Regions from separate parts of the Mus musculus genome. Here region 2 is linked to region 1. Evidence: chromatin contacts called from public Micro-C data. All regions are on one chromosome and are shown on one strand. Each heading gives the region's core, a stretch centred on a gene start, on an enhancer-like site or on the middle of the called end of the contact. The rest is flanking DNA. Distances are from core to core; before and after follow the strand shown. Region 1 holds the start of Nrn1 (neuritin 1). Region 2 holds the start of Foxc1 (forkhead box C1).

Region 1 (6,993 bases), core at 4,005-6,504:
GTCCTGTCTCAAAACAAGAAAGCAACAAACAAAAGTCTTTTATCTCATATGGTAAGTTGTATTTTAAAGTTTTTGGACAGTTAAGTCTTAGCCTACTTACATTACTATAACAAAACACCTAAGGATACTTCTCACAAGCAGAGACCTCGTATGAAACAGAGCCCCATTGGCAAGAGACTGTAGAGAAATGTTAACCCAGCAACATGACTGCTCTGGCAAGTGATCACATCCAAAAACCTTGTAGGTCTGTGTGATCTAGCTGGAATATAGACACATATTTTATCCCAGGAGACAGAGGCAAGCAGACCTCTTGAGTTCAAGACCAGTCTGACATAGACCAAGTTTCAGGTAAAGAAAAACTTAGGTTCCGGTATGATGATACTTGCCTTTAATCCCAGCACTTAGAAGACAGAGGCATGCATATCTCTGAGTTCTAGTCGATGTGGTTGAGACAGTGAGTTGAGAGGCAGTAGAGTAGAGTTCACAATAGCTCAGTTTGTAGAGTTCAGAGGCAGTTTTTACAGGGACACATCTGCAGAGACAGGTTGCAAAGAGTACAAGCTGGACACAGGTGAAGACAGGACAAGCCAGTGAATGAGAAGGAACCAGAAGAGTAGAGTAGACCATCAAAGTTGGTTTGAGGCCAAGCACAGCAATTCAGTGAGAAGCTGAGAGAATCCAGATTGAATCTTGGAGACGAGTTTGAGCAGAAACAGCTAAATTGAACCAGCCAGCCAGAGTTCAGAAAGAGTTCAAAAAAGGGTGAGCTTATTTAGCAGTAATCCTCCATCCCTGGTGGATAAAACTTACTTTTATGAGAGAGAGAGAGAGAGAGAGAGAGAGAGAGAGAGAGAGAGCATGTGTATAGTATGTGTGTGTTGTACATATATATATATGAGTGTGTATGTGTATAAAGTATGTGTGTATGTTTATAGAATGTAGGTTGTGTGTGTGTGTGTGTGTGTGTGTGTGTGTGTGTGTGTGTATCCTCTGGTTAGTCTCTCTATGAAGCTAGTAGTATTCAGTCATGGATCCCCATGATGACCTTACCAGGTCCTAATCACTCCCCAAAAGCCTTGCCTCTGAACACCATAGTTTCATTAAGTTACCTCTCTTTTAATATCTCACTACAGTGATTAAATTTCAATACAGGAACCACTGGGGGGACACACTAACATTATGAAAACTGTAGCAAACCCCATAACTACCTAGAATTGATTTTTTTAACTAATTTATTTTAAAATAACTTGGAACATTAAAGAAAGCAATACCAGGGAAAAAAACCAAGAACTCAAATCCCCTTTCACTTTCTCCAACTCTTGATATTTTTTACCGTGTTTTCCCCGTGCAATTAGTTGGCCTTCGTTCTAGCAGTCCTTGCTTGAGGCTGTGGAGCAAGCTTGAGATGCCTTGTGTCCCCTAACACTCCAGGATGTACCGCCCCCCCAAGAAGAAGACTTTTCTAGTGTTCAGCACACAAGTCTCCTGTCAGAGATCAGAGCTCACACAACGTCAAAGTGCCACTCAGGGAGCTCTCTCGAGGGTTTAATTGTGTCAGCTCTGCTCCTTCTGGTCCAAGGATCACACACGGGAACACAAATCACACGTAATCCATTGTGGAGAGGGACCGTGGAGATGTTCACGGTCACCTCAACATTCTCTGTCTACATTCCACAGCAACCATGCTTATTTTAAAGAGGAGAGCGATGACTTCCGGAATCCAAATGTCTGCATTAAAACCAAGTTTCCTCAGTCAGCCATAGATTTCGAGACTAAAGGTGTCACTAAATTTTGAAAAGGGGGAAAAGGCACCTCACCAAGGAGTAAGCTTGAGGGTAGAAAAGGGGCTGCTAACATGGGTTCATCTTGTTTTTTAACTAATACTTTTCTTTCACATACAAGATAATGGGTTTGATGAGGACGTTTCACAGATGTAAACACTGTGCTTGGTTCGGCTTCTTTTCTGGCCTAGAAGGCAGAAATGGGAACTCCCACTGGTCCTGGCAACTGTTCTCACAAACAATTTCAAGGGGATGTGTCTTGAGATGGCAGCTTCTGGGAAGTCTGTGCATGGTGAACTAGAAGAGGGAGCAGGGAACTCAGCTCATAAACTGCTCAGCCAAACTGGAGTGGTGGCCCAGCCTGAATTGAGAGAGAACCTGGGTGTTTCAGGGAAAGGAACTCTGCCTGCCTGTCATTTACACACACCTACATTTGGTGTTCCTCATGTTCAGCCTGAAGACCCAAACAGCACCAAGAACTCTTTTTTTTTTAAACGTTTTGTACTGCATTTAGGAAAATTAGTTATTGGAAGGGGAACCATCTTTATCCCTGTTGATCTATGACAGACATTTTTTTGCTTAGATATTATACTTTGGCTTGGACGTCCCCTCTTACAGACATGTCCACGGTATTCTAAGAAAGCTCTAATTCATAAAAAGGTAGAGTTGAAGATCCTCTGGAAATCGCATCATAGACCTGTCCTCTTCGTTTTCAGATTGGGAGAATGAAACCCCAAACCTCCCAGGGATGCCCAAGGTCATGTGAAGGACAGGGCTAAGTATGACATGAATAGGCTTTTCAAATTAATAAAAGAAATGACCTCCAGTCCACCCTCAACCATGAATACTGCCCTGTGATCTCAGTCATCCTTGCCCATGATCTTGGCTTTTATTTCCCTTCGGTTAAAAATAGGAAGAAACAAAGCCTTCCTGGGCCTAGACTGAAGAATGACCTGTGATTTTTAAAGGTTAGAAATTTCAAAAACAAAAACATCGTTAGCATCTGCTTTCAATTATTCATTCTCCCGGATTATTTATGGACTGTACCTCTGCCAGACTCTTGCTTCACTTTTTTTAAGCCTTGTACCAGGGAAGGGAGGCCAGGAAGTAGAGGGGGCCAGTGTAAAGGGAAGGACCAGCAGGCACCCAGGTGGCAAGGAACAGCGGGTTCAGAATCTACGCAGGCGCGCAGGACTGCAGACGCCTTGAGCGCACGATTCACTCAGCTCCATTTAGTTTTTCAATGCAGCTTCCTCACACCTGAAGCCTCTGGTTTTAAGTGAGAAGGGATGTAGTAGGGAAGATCCCATGGCACCCACTGAAAATGTTCTAGAAGGTCCCGATGCGTGAGCGGGAGAAGGCAAGGACGTTGAGGGTACGAAATGTAAATTCCCGGGTACTCAGGCTCTGAGACTTTGGAGCGGAGACAGGAGGACTCGGCTCAGAGCCACGGACGTGGGTGGAAGATGGGGAAACCGGTGGCCCTGTGCGTGGAACCCTGAAGGGACAAGGGAGTATGGGGGAAGAGCTTCCAACCTTGAGGTCCCGCCCCTTGCCAGCCCCTTCTCTACCATTGGAGAGCATTGGGGGAGGGTCCGAGGGACGCCCCCCCCCCCACTCGCCACCCTTCTCGCCCCGCCTCCTTCCCGCCCACCTTTTCTGCTTTTCTGGGAGCCTCTGAACACTGGGGCAGGAAACTCCTGGCCCCGCCACTGGGCCCCTGGACACCGGGAAAGCGCGCCCCCGCTACCCCGCCCACCCACCACTGACATCACCAGGGGCAGGGACGTGGCTCCGCCCCTACAGCCGTGGCAGCTTGCCCTGGTTCTGCAGTTCTGCAGGGCTGCAAGCTTGGGTCCCCTCGGTGCGCGCTTTTCAGCTTCTAGTTGCCTCAAGACCCTCGCGGTCCTACTCAGTCCCTCCACCGCCCGTCACCTGACCCCAGTTTTGCACCCTTTTCTCCCTTTCTCCGTCTGTGTGCACAGATGGCTGACTGTGTGGGCTCCCAGTGCAGGGGCTTCGAAAGGCAAATTAAACGGAAGCCCGGTCTCCCTAATCCCCTTTCATTTCTGCCACTAACCTAGCCTTACGCGGTCGCCCTGCAGTCTTATAAAATATGAAGGCTCTTTTATTTTTCTCCTTTCGCATATCTCTTCATTGGCTCAAGTAATACAGTTAGCCAATGCGGCCATCAACATTTGATTAAAGACGCTAGAATTCAGACTGGGAAAGAGGGTGTGGTGCATTGCAGAAAAGGAGAAAAAAAATCAAAACTTAATTTCATTTAAGAAGTAGCCCTGATTATTTTTCCATCTTACACGATCCACTACAGGACCTTGCACGAACGCAGCTGAAGAGATATTTCTTTACTGCAGTCAGTGCTGGATCATCAAAAAATAAAATAAAGAGCGCAGGTGTGTGTGGGTCTGGGTGTGTACGTGATGGACGTGGGTGCGTGTATCAACATGTCAGTGTGACCCTACAGATGACTTCAGGAGGCCCCAGAAAGGAGTTGTACACCAGAGCTTGCCTTGGAAATTTCCTAAAGCGCGAAGAGTTTGTAAACCACAAGAAACCGAAATTTACCCTAGCCTAGGCTTCTTGCCCGACAGCCTTTCCAACCCCCTAAAATAGGTGTCTCTATGCCTGGTATAGATGCCCCTCGGTGGGTGAGCGTCGCGAATAGTGACATTCACAAGAGGGCACGCAGAGTCTATTTCTGGGGGCCCCCATGCGAGCCGAACGAACCCCCGGGGCCTGGGTGTGTACGCGCGCTCGCGTGCGGAGTGTGCGGGCGAGCTCGGGGGCGCTCCCGGGCGTGCGCTTTTGTGAGTGTGTGCGTGTGCTGGGGGGCCGGGTTATGTGCTCACGCGCTCTAGGCTGCGCCTAGAGCTCAACTGTGGGGCTGGAGAGAAAACTAGGGTAGGCAAGTGAGGGGGTCTGCACCCCACTGAGGGCGAGAGAAGGGTGATTCGGACCGGAGGAGTCTCTCCCCTCTGTCCTCCCTGGGCCCAAAGCTCCCCAAACCTCTCTGCAGGGTTGGAAGTGTCTGGGTTCGTTGTGGCGCCAGTGAAGGAGGGAGCAGGTTGAACAATCGAGTGGGCGCACCAGGACTCCCCGTCTCCGGGGCGGGGAGAGGAGAGGGAGCCCCGATTCTGCGCAGGGAGGGGGCGGGGCTGGGGGCCCCTGGAACGAGGAGGCGGGGGTGGCCACTGGGATGAAAATCAGTCACTACAGAGAGGCGAGATTTCGTTGAGATCGCACATTAATTGGAGATATCTGATTAATTCCAGAGTCTTATGACTATAAATGGTGATTCTCTACCAAGGTGTCTATATTATAAAAAAAAAAAAAAATCAATCCGTGTCATCCCCCACGTCAGGCCTGCTCGTGGGCGTGAGGCTGTACTTCCTCCGCCCCCTCCTAATGGAGTGAACCATTCCCAGCTCTCCCCCCCCCCCCCCAGCCTCTCACTCTCTCACTCTCTTTCTGTCTCTTCCTCGCTCCCTCTCTTTCTCTCCTCCCTCTGCCTTCCCAGTGCATAAAGTCTCTGTCGCTCCCGGAACTTGTTGGCAATGCCTATTTTTCAGCTTTCCCCCGCGTTCTCTAAACTAACTATTTAAAGGTCTGCGGTCGCAAATGGTTTGACTAAACGTAGGATGGGACTTAAGTTGAACGGCAGATATATTTCACTGATCCTCGCGGTGCAAATAGGTAAGTGGCCGCCCGGTACGGCTTGGTAGGCGACCGGAGATTGCCTACCCCAGAGGCGCCTAAGGGGACTTGCTGGCCAGGGTCTGCCGCTGGTTGCAGAAAACCCTGCAGACTCCCTGAGTCGGGGCATTAGCTCTTGGGGACTCTGGAAGGAGTTCTGGTTTGGTTTTCCTAAAGAAAGTGATTTCTTTTGCAGGGAAGTGTGTGTGTGTGACCGGCTGTTTTCCAAGGGGGGTTCTCCCTTTTCTCCAAAGCGCACATCCATTTTTTTCCTCCCTCTTTGGGGTTAAAACAGGATCTGAGCGCTCGTAGCATTTGTCCCCTGTTATACTGCAAGATACTATCTTGAGGGGTCAAAAGGTAAAGGGAGGAATAAGATGCCTAGGTAGCTAGGGCTGAAAAGTTTATATGCAGAAAGCAAAGATATTCTAAGGCTGCCCTCAAACTGCAGCATTTAGAACTTTGTCCTTCCTCCGCCCCTCCCCCTAGATCTTAGCTGCAGCGTTTGCTCCGGGCACCGCAGACTACTCCGAGAAGGATAAATCAACCAAATATTCACTGATATACTTTTTCAGGGTCATGTGTGTCTGTGATTTTTGGCAGATTAGCATCTCTATTATTTTTATACAGGAAAGTGGTTTAACGTGTTCGCATTTTGTCTTTTCGTGGGTTTGTAATTTTTGTTTGTGGCGGTTTATTGGATGGATTTATTTAGCCCCCCCCCCCATTTCATGTTAAGGAATGTGAGTCTCAGCTACACTGTTGGGAGGCTTTTTTAAAGTTTATATTTTTCCATCCAAAATGCAAATGTTTTAAGTACTAGTGAATCCGCTTATGTGATACTGGATGGAAACATTAATTAATGTAACTGAAAAGGGAAATTAAAGCAGCTTATTAATAGAATGGACAAAAGGAAAAAAATAGAAAGTCTCCCAGTGGTTATTCTGCAGATGGAGAAAACTGTTCGTGCCAGGCTGGAGCGTTCTTTACAGACAAATCCTTGCAGCATTTCAGGGGTGCGTCAGGGAATTTGTGTGGGACAAGAGAAGAAATACTTAACATTTTTTCTTCATAAGAAATATAGAGAAATTGGGGCTTTCGGAGCATTAAAACTGATTCTTTCTATGGGGTCCATATGCATTTGCCATATTCTTGAGAATTTGTTTGGGGGATTTTTTTGGTTGTTTATTTGTTTATTGTTTTGCAGAAACTGGGATTTTTGCAAAGCAAGGAGCATGCACCGGGATGTTGCCTTTTCCTTTAATTTTAGGAGATGACTTAATGCTTTGCATCTGGTGGTTTTGTGCCTTTGACATTAGTTCAAAGAGCTGCAACCATCCTAGGACATAGATCCCAAGGGCAGCAAATGCTGTAAGTGTTAGAAATAAGTGAGTGTGGCATTTTGCAGTTAGACGACTAATGTTCATAGATTAAGAAACAGCTAATGTTTTAAGATAGGGACTTCACCTGGAGGATGTTTGGGGACTCTGTTTTCCTA
Region 2 (6,764 bases), core at 448-2,947, 4.9 Mb after region 1:
CACCCCCGCCGCCCGAACTGCCCGCACTGGAGCTCTGGCTGCAGGGGGAGCTGTAGAGGGAGCTCTGGCCCGGAGAGTAGGCACCCAGCGCCAGCGGGGGCGCGATGCCCGCGCGCGAGGACGCAGCCGCCGAGGCCAGGAGGCCGGAACCGAGCTCAGCGGCCGAACCCTGCGGCGACCCCCGCAGCGACGTCATGATGTTGTCCACGCTGAAGCCCTGGCTGTGATGCGGCGGCGGCGCAGGCTGTGGCGGCGGCGCGGGTTCTGCAGCGTCCAGGCTGAGCGGCCGCGCCGACGGCAGGCTGCCCGGGGGGCTGCTCCCGCTCGACAAGCTGCTGCTGCTGCTGTCGGGGCTCTCGATTTTGGGCACTGTGGCGGCGCTGCCGCTGCCTAGGGCGGCAGCCGGGGACAGGGGCTGGGGAGGCGAGGGACACGTACCGTTCTCCGTCTTGATGTCCTGGATGCGCACGGGCGGCGGCTGTGGCCCGGGAGCGGAGCCCTCGGCCTGCTCCGGGGGCGCGGGCGCGGGCTGGCGGCCGGCCTGCGGCGGTGGCGGTTCTTGGAGGTGCAGCCGGCCCTTCTCCTCCTTGTCCTTCACTGCGTCCTTCTTCTTGAAGCGCCGCCGCCGCCGCAGGAAGCTGCCGTTCTCGAACATGTTGTAGGAGTCCGGGTCGAGCGTCCAGTAGCTGCCCTTGCCTGGCTTCTTGTCGTCGCGGGGCACCTTGACGAAGCACTCGTTGAGCGAGAGGTTGTGCCGTATGCTGTTCTGCCAGCCCTGCTTATTGTCCCGATAGAAGGGGAAGCGGTCCATGATGAACTGGTAGATGCCATTCAGAGTGATCTTCTTGTCCGGGGCATTCTGGATGGCCATGGTGATAAGAGCGATGTAGCTGTAGGGCGGCTTCACCATGTCCTTGGGCTGCGGCTGCGGCGTATAAGGCCCGTAGGCGCGCGCCATGCTGCCCGGGTACTGCTCGGCGTGAGCAGGGTGCGAGTACACGCTCATAGGGGCCGGCATGGCGGTGTAGCCGCCCCCGGCCGCCGCCGCGGCAGCGCGATAGTAGCTCTGCTCGCCGCCGAGGTAGGGCACCACTCCCAGGGAGTTGGGGCTGGACACCGAGTAGCGCGCCTGCATGGCCCCGGCTCGCCGCCGCCAGGCGCAGCCCGCCGCCCCCCACCCTCGCTCGGGCCGGGCCGCGCCGCACCGGCCGCCGAGTCCGAGTCCGGGCCGCGCCGAGCTACCGCGGGCCCCTCCGCGCTGCGTCTGTCCCGGCCGCGGCCGCCTCCTTGCGCCCTGGGCCGCTCGGCCTCTCCCTGCGCTCGCCTGGCGCCTCGCAGCCCACTCAGTTCCCGCGCGGGCGGCGAGGGAGGGTCGCTGCACCCGGAGAGGGCCAGACCAGGACGCTGCAAGCCGCCTCGGAGGAACGTTCGGATCAACTTCCAGGCGCAGTCGGGGCAAAAAAAGAGACAAAAGTTAAAAAAAAATTAAAAAAAAAAAAAAACAAAAACAAATAAAAAAAATAAGGCGCCCTGCTCGCCACTGCCTGCGCCTTCCAGGAGACACTGCTCGGGGCTGCTGGCTAAGGCGGCCAAATAACCAGGGGCGGGGGCAGCGCGCCGGCCGCCTTCCCGGGCCCCCGCGTCACCTTTTCTCAGTCTCTTGCGCCGGCCGCTTAAGGAAGCATTGGGAAAACTTCTGAACTTTTGAGCATCCGTCACCCAGGCGAGGACTTTTTTACGCAGTTACATTTTTTTCCGGGCAGGGGAGCCCCGCCCCACTACGGAGGCGGCAGCCAATGGGAGGCGAGAGACGCCTGTGAATGAGCCAGCGGCCGAGCTCTGCCGGCCCGCTCCTGGCGGCTGGAGGACCGCGGGGCTGACCACACGCGCGCCGGCTGCCCGGGCCCGGCGCCCGCGCCCCTGCCCGCAGCCCGCGCTCGGTCCTCCCACCGCACCCACCCACTCACTCCCAGACTCTGCGGTTCTCCCGGTCTGCGGACTTTCGGAGTCCTCACCGGCCCGGAGACCCTTCCTGCGTCCACTGTTCCCAGGCCTCCACGGAGCCCTCGAGTCACACAGGATCTGCCTCAGTCCTTACTCTACCGTGCTGTCTCCAGCGCCGGGAGTTTCTCCGTCCTTTCCAGCCCTCCGCCCATCCCTTGTCCTCTCCTTTCCGAATATCCCTCTCCCTGCTATCACCGGTCACACCAACATCACATTTGCTCTCCACAGGCAGGTTCTCCAGTCCGACTTTAGGTTACCAAGGCTGTTACAGCCGCCGGGGTTCCAGTGAGGAAGAAGATGGTATTTCGGTGCCTCGCCCCACTCCCTGCTAGCAGTAAGCGGAGGGGATAGAAACTTGGAACTTCAAACGTGTGTTAAGCTGATGGAATGTGTAGGCCACATTGAGGAGCACGGGGTTCACAGGCGTTCCAGGGCTTAAAAGAGCTAGAGAGTTCGGGCTAAGAGGACTCCAGAAGTTTCCTCGACAAACCATGCGTTGCCCCTCTGTCCTGACCAGTACATTTTGGCTCGTAGGGGCAGTTAAGTTCAAAAGAGCTCGGTGACATTAGTAGTTGTGGTGAAGCAGAGTCAGGTAAATATCCCCAAGAACTTAAGGCTTCCCCCAGCCACTCTCAGCCTCTACCCATTCCAGGGCAGCTGTCTCACAGAGTCTGAGTTGGAGGAAGTGTTCAGAATTGCACCTACAAGGCGGCTTAAAGATTTTGAAGAGATAAGCCCCGAATGATCCTAGATATTCCGTGATTAAACCTCAAGGCTGCAGCCTCTGGGTGACTAGAACAGGATGGGTAGAGATGGGGGTGGGGGGGCGGTATTGGAGGATCTGAGAGGATAGGCCTCCCTCTGACTGAAAAACAACCCTGTATTTCAGCAACTGGTCCAGAAAAAAAAAATCTGACAGAGTGGGCACCAGGTCGTTTGCTAGAAGATGGGTTTGAGAGAAACACTGTGAAAAAGTGTTTGTGAATATTTTTCACCTCGGTTCCTCCGATTTCTGGTAATCTTTAACGCTAGGACTTGCTGGGAGTCAAAAGGTTTACCGACTTGAACCTTCTTTCCCTCACTAACACACACACACCATCACCACCACCTCTCCCTTAGTAGATAAAGATGCTTATTTATGCAGTAGGCACAGCTCTGTTTTGCTTGAACATATGCTTATACGCACATACATACATAATACATACATGTGTGTAATTTCAAAATGGGCATTTATATCAAGGAAAGAAGACTCATGTTTCTAGAATTCACACACAAACACAACACTCTCTCTCTCTCTCTCTCTCTCTCTCTCTCTCTCTCTCTCTCTCTCTCTCAAAGGGAAGCAAGCAGTTTGCATCCTGGTCTAGCACAATGTGGGCTCACTTGATCCTCTATTCCCAGATGTTTGCAAGACTAAGGACACTGTTGGACTGGGAGAAGTACCAGAGTCAGCAGTTGTTCCTAAAGATTCTTGAATGTGGTGAGAGTATAAGCTACACGTCCTAAAATATAAATTCATGTCTCCTTCTAGCCCAGCACACCAATGGCCTCACCAGCTCCTGACGCTGTGGCTTTAAGTCCTGGGTCTGGCCCTAGCTGGAGTACAATTAGAAAGTGATCGTCCCCTACACCTTGGCATTTGGTTCTTAAGCTGTGTGTGCACAACCAGCTGTGTGGTAGGATGATCGCAGCTTTTAGCAACTTCGCAGCTTTTAGCAACTTGTTTGTTTTCTGATTGTGGGGTTTCCACATTCCAGCGGGCGGGGTTCTGTAAGAGACAATGTGTTGCGTGCCCTCCCCCAGTCCCCAATTGCTCCCCAACCCCCAGTCCTTAGAAGTGTAAACAGTTTGTTCTGTAAATAACAAATCAAACAGCAGTGGTGTTTTCTGTTGCCCTCCTGGCTTTGGATATAAAATTTGACATTGTGAAATTCGTATTTGGCACGCGGGGGGGTGGGGGGGGTGTTCAGTTTTACAAAGATCAACTTTCCATGGTTTGGCTCTGGATAATCGCCAGGAAAAGATATTTGCATTTGGTTTTTATATGCTTACTCGGAAGCAAGCCTCCAGTGAACGGTTTGATTGTATTTCAAGCGCTTGGTGTTTTATTGTTGTTACTGGCTGTTGTTTGAACGTGAAGATGCAGTCTTTGGGGGGTACAAGCTAAAGTTTTCATTTTTGTGTTGAAGTTTTGGATGCCCTCTTTCTGTTGTCCCCCGGGCAATCACTTTGCCGTCTCCCCGACAACCTGTGACTTGATTGGGAGAAATACCGCAGGACCCCTTGGGCATCTTTTTTGACACCTTGGGTACTTGCAGCTTGAAAGTCCCCGCAAGCGACAGCGGTAATGAATGTTTGGTGAACTGGTGGCTGAGGCGCAGCCGACCTTCGTTCCCCTCTCTGACCCTCCTGGAGAGGTTACAATTCCCCAGGCCCAAGGAAGGGATCTTAGCTTTGAGAAAGAGGTATGACGTCACGGTAACGGTTTAAAAAAAAAAAAAAAAAGAGGCCTCTGTGCCTCTGTGGGCCCCTCCTGCACAAAAGCACCGGGAAGCGGGCTGTGGCGGAGAGCTTCTGGAATGCCCGGATTGGGGACGTGGTGACACCACAGGAATGGGGAGTGGGGCCAAGGGCCAGCAACACCGAGGCTGGTCACCAGAACCTGGAAAAGCTATTTTCCGATTTCTAGTTAAGGGAGTAAAGATTGGATGGAGAGACGCTTTCAGAAATTCACTCCCGCAGGGTGTGAAACAGATCGACTTGTGTTCCCTAGGCGGTACACCCCCCCCCCCCCCAGACCCCACTCATGTCAGGCCTAAGATTCCTCTGCCCATTTGCAGTAGTTTTATTCTCTTGGTTCGGTGTTTAGCCTTTGGAAGCCCCTGCGTGTGCATCGAGGGTCAGGACTAGTTGTACCCGAGATGGTACAACCCTCCACGGCTCCCCAGGGGGCTGGTGTCAGTAGAGGTGGCTTTCCCAGCTGGAAGATGAAGTGGGCCTGGGCCGGCGACAACTGTCCCAGCAGTGTGTATGGGAAACTTCCCACGAGGCTACCACGACAGACAAGTAGGGCAAAGTCCCTTTGGAGGTGTCTTTCAATTATTTAGAGAATTCCCTTAGTCCTCCATTTGGCCTTTTTCCTCTCCAGAAGTCCGTGGGAGGGGAGGATGTCCTAAGGTCAAAGCCCGTTATTTGTTATCAAACCATCAGGCGGCACATAGGTTTTGTCATCCGTGTGACTTTTCACCAGAGGGAGAAGGCGCGCGGTGGGGATGGGGGTGGGTGGGCAAACACCTGGGTGGCTGCGAGTTCCTGTGAATCGACTTCCTCCTTCGGAGGCTTGACAGCAGAACGTTCATAACGGGATTCCTCTAATTCAACCCCTTCCTTTGAACGACTTCTACCAAAACAAACAAACAAACAAACAAAAAAACAAAACAAAAACGAAAAAAGGCGTTTGTCTTTTGATTACTTCGAACACAAAATGATTACACTGCTTATTTGTTTGGTTGAATTAATCAGATAGTCGTCCATTTAGACATGGCCCTCCGCAGGAAGTTTGCATGAGATAATTTAAAGTCATCTCCCAAGTTCTCAAAGTTAGTCTTCTTGGCCTCTCTAATTGCTTACAGGGACAGAGAGCCAACACCTGCTCTTTAACCCCTGGGGTGGATCCATTTGTCAGCCCTTTACAGGAAAGCTCCACACTTCCACAGCCAGTCCCGGTTCAGAGTGGAGTTGAGCCATAACGAGGCCACAAAACACAGGAGAAATGAATCTTTAACTTTGGAGCCTGCTCACCAAAGACTTGAGCCTTTCTTTGTCTAGGAAGAGGTAGATGAAGAGCCAAACTGCCCCTTCGAAGAAGAAGAAGAAGAAGAAGAAGAAGAAGAAGAAGAAGAAGAAGAAGAAGAAGAAGAAGAAGAAGAAGAAGAAGAAGAAGAAGAAGAAGAAGAAGAAGAAAATTTGAAAAGGGGCAGACGATGGGAAAGAATGGGTCGTGCATGCCGGCATAAGCCCGTGCCTTGGATCCTCATGAACCAGATTCCCAACAGACTCATGGTGGCAGCCAACTTTAGGGCCTGGGAAGGCAGAGGCCCCTTCATTTCCCAGCCTCCTCACATCGCGGGTGACCTGTAAAATACAAGCAGGTCCCCAGACCGGGGAGACTTGCGCTGCCAGGAACTACGGGGTGCGGACTGGCGCCGACCGTCGGGCAGTGGGGCGAAGCCAGCACCTTCCCCGGGCTGCAGAGAAAACTTTGCCCTTTAGCACCCACACCCCCTGGTCCATAGGTGTTGGGAGAAACGCTGTGCTCTGAGGGACAGACCCTCAAAACGATTCGGGATGCCCGGGCCAGTGGAGATGGCTGCACCTTGCAGACCGAGGGCTGGTCCGGTGTCTCCTGCCAAGAACTCAGGCACCACAGTGCTACAGTGGGTCTTTCTTCCTGACTTCCAGGGCGCCCTTCGTAGAGACCCCTAGTCTGCCGCCTGCAATCCCAGCTGGCCCCAACTCTGGGTCGCACCCCATAGTGCACCTCACTGTACTCTGGGTCAGCAAATGTGGAGACCTAGAGTGCACAAGAAGCAGTCGGTTTCACAGTTCTCATTTTCGGGGACGTGGGGTTGGGGGGCACCCGCGGTGCCCTGGACTAAAGCTGGGTGTTTGCAGGTCTTAAGGTACGATACAAAAAGTTAGCACTTGATTCTGCGCGGCGAGCCTTGCTCGAAGTCTGAGGCTCCCAGGCGACTGGAGAT

What was found. Hi-C and Micro-C count contacts between places; a contact is called where the count stands out from the background.
Region 2: a contact with region 1 is called in a Micro-C map of embryonic stem cells, with 17 times the contacts expected there. The contact joins the promoter of Foxc1 here to the promoter of Nrn1 in region 1. A contact is called at or near these places in 4 of 39 promoter capture datasets (cranial neural crest, embryonic stem cells, frontonasal cranial neural crest and 1 more), 8 of 484 Hi-C or Micro-C datasets (embryonic stem cells and epiblasts) and 1 of 115 datasets of contacts at active chromatin or transcription factors (embryonic stem cells).

What each region holds. Positions count from the first base shown.
Region 1 is chr13:36,732,738-36,739,730 of GRCm38.p6, reverse strand. It overlaps Nrn1 (neuritin 1), which reads left to right and starts at 5,254. Exons shown (of 3, transcript NM_153529.2): 1 at 5,254-5,495. The coding sequence starts at 5,441.
Region 2 is chr13:31,801,579-31,808,342 of GRCm38.p6, reverse strand. Foxc1 (forkhead box C1) reads right to left here and starts at 1,697. Exons shown (of 1, transcript NM_008592.2): 1 at 1-1,697. The coding sequence starts at 1,135.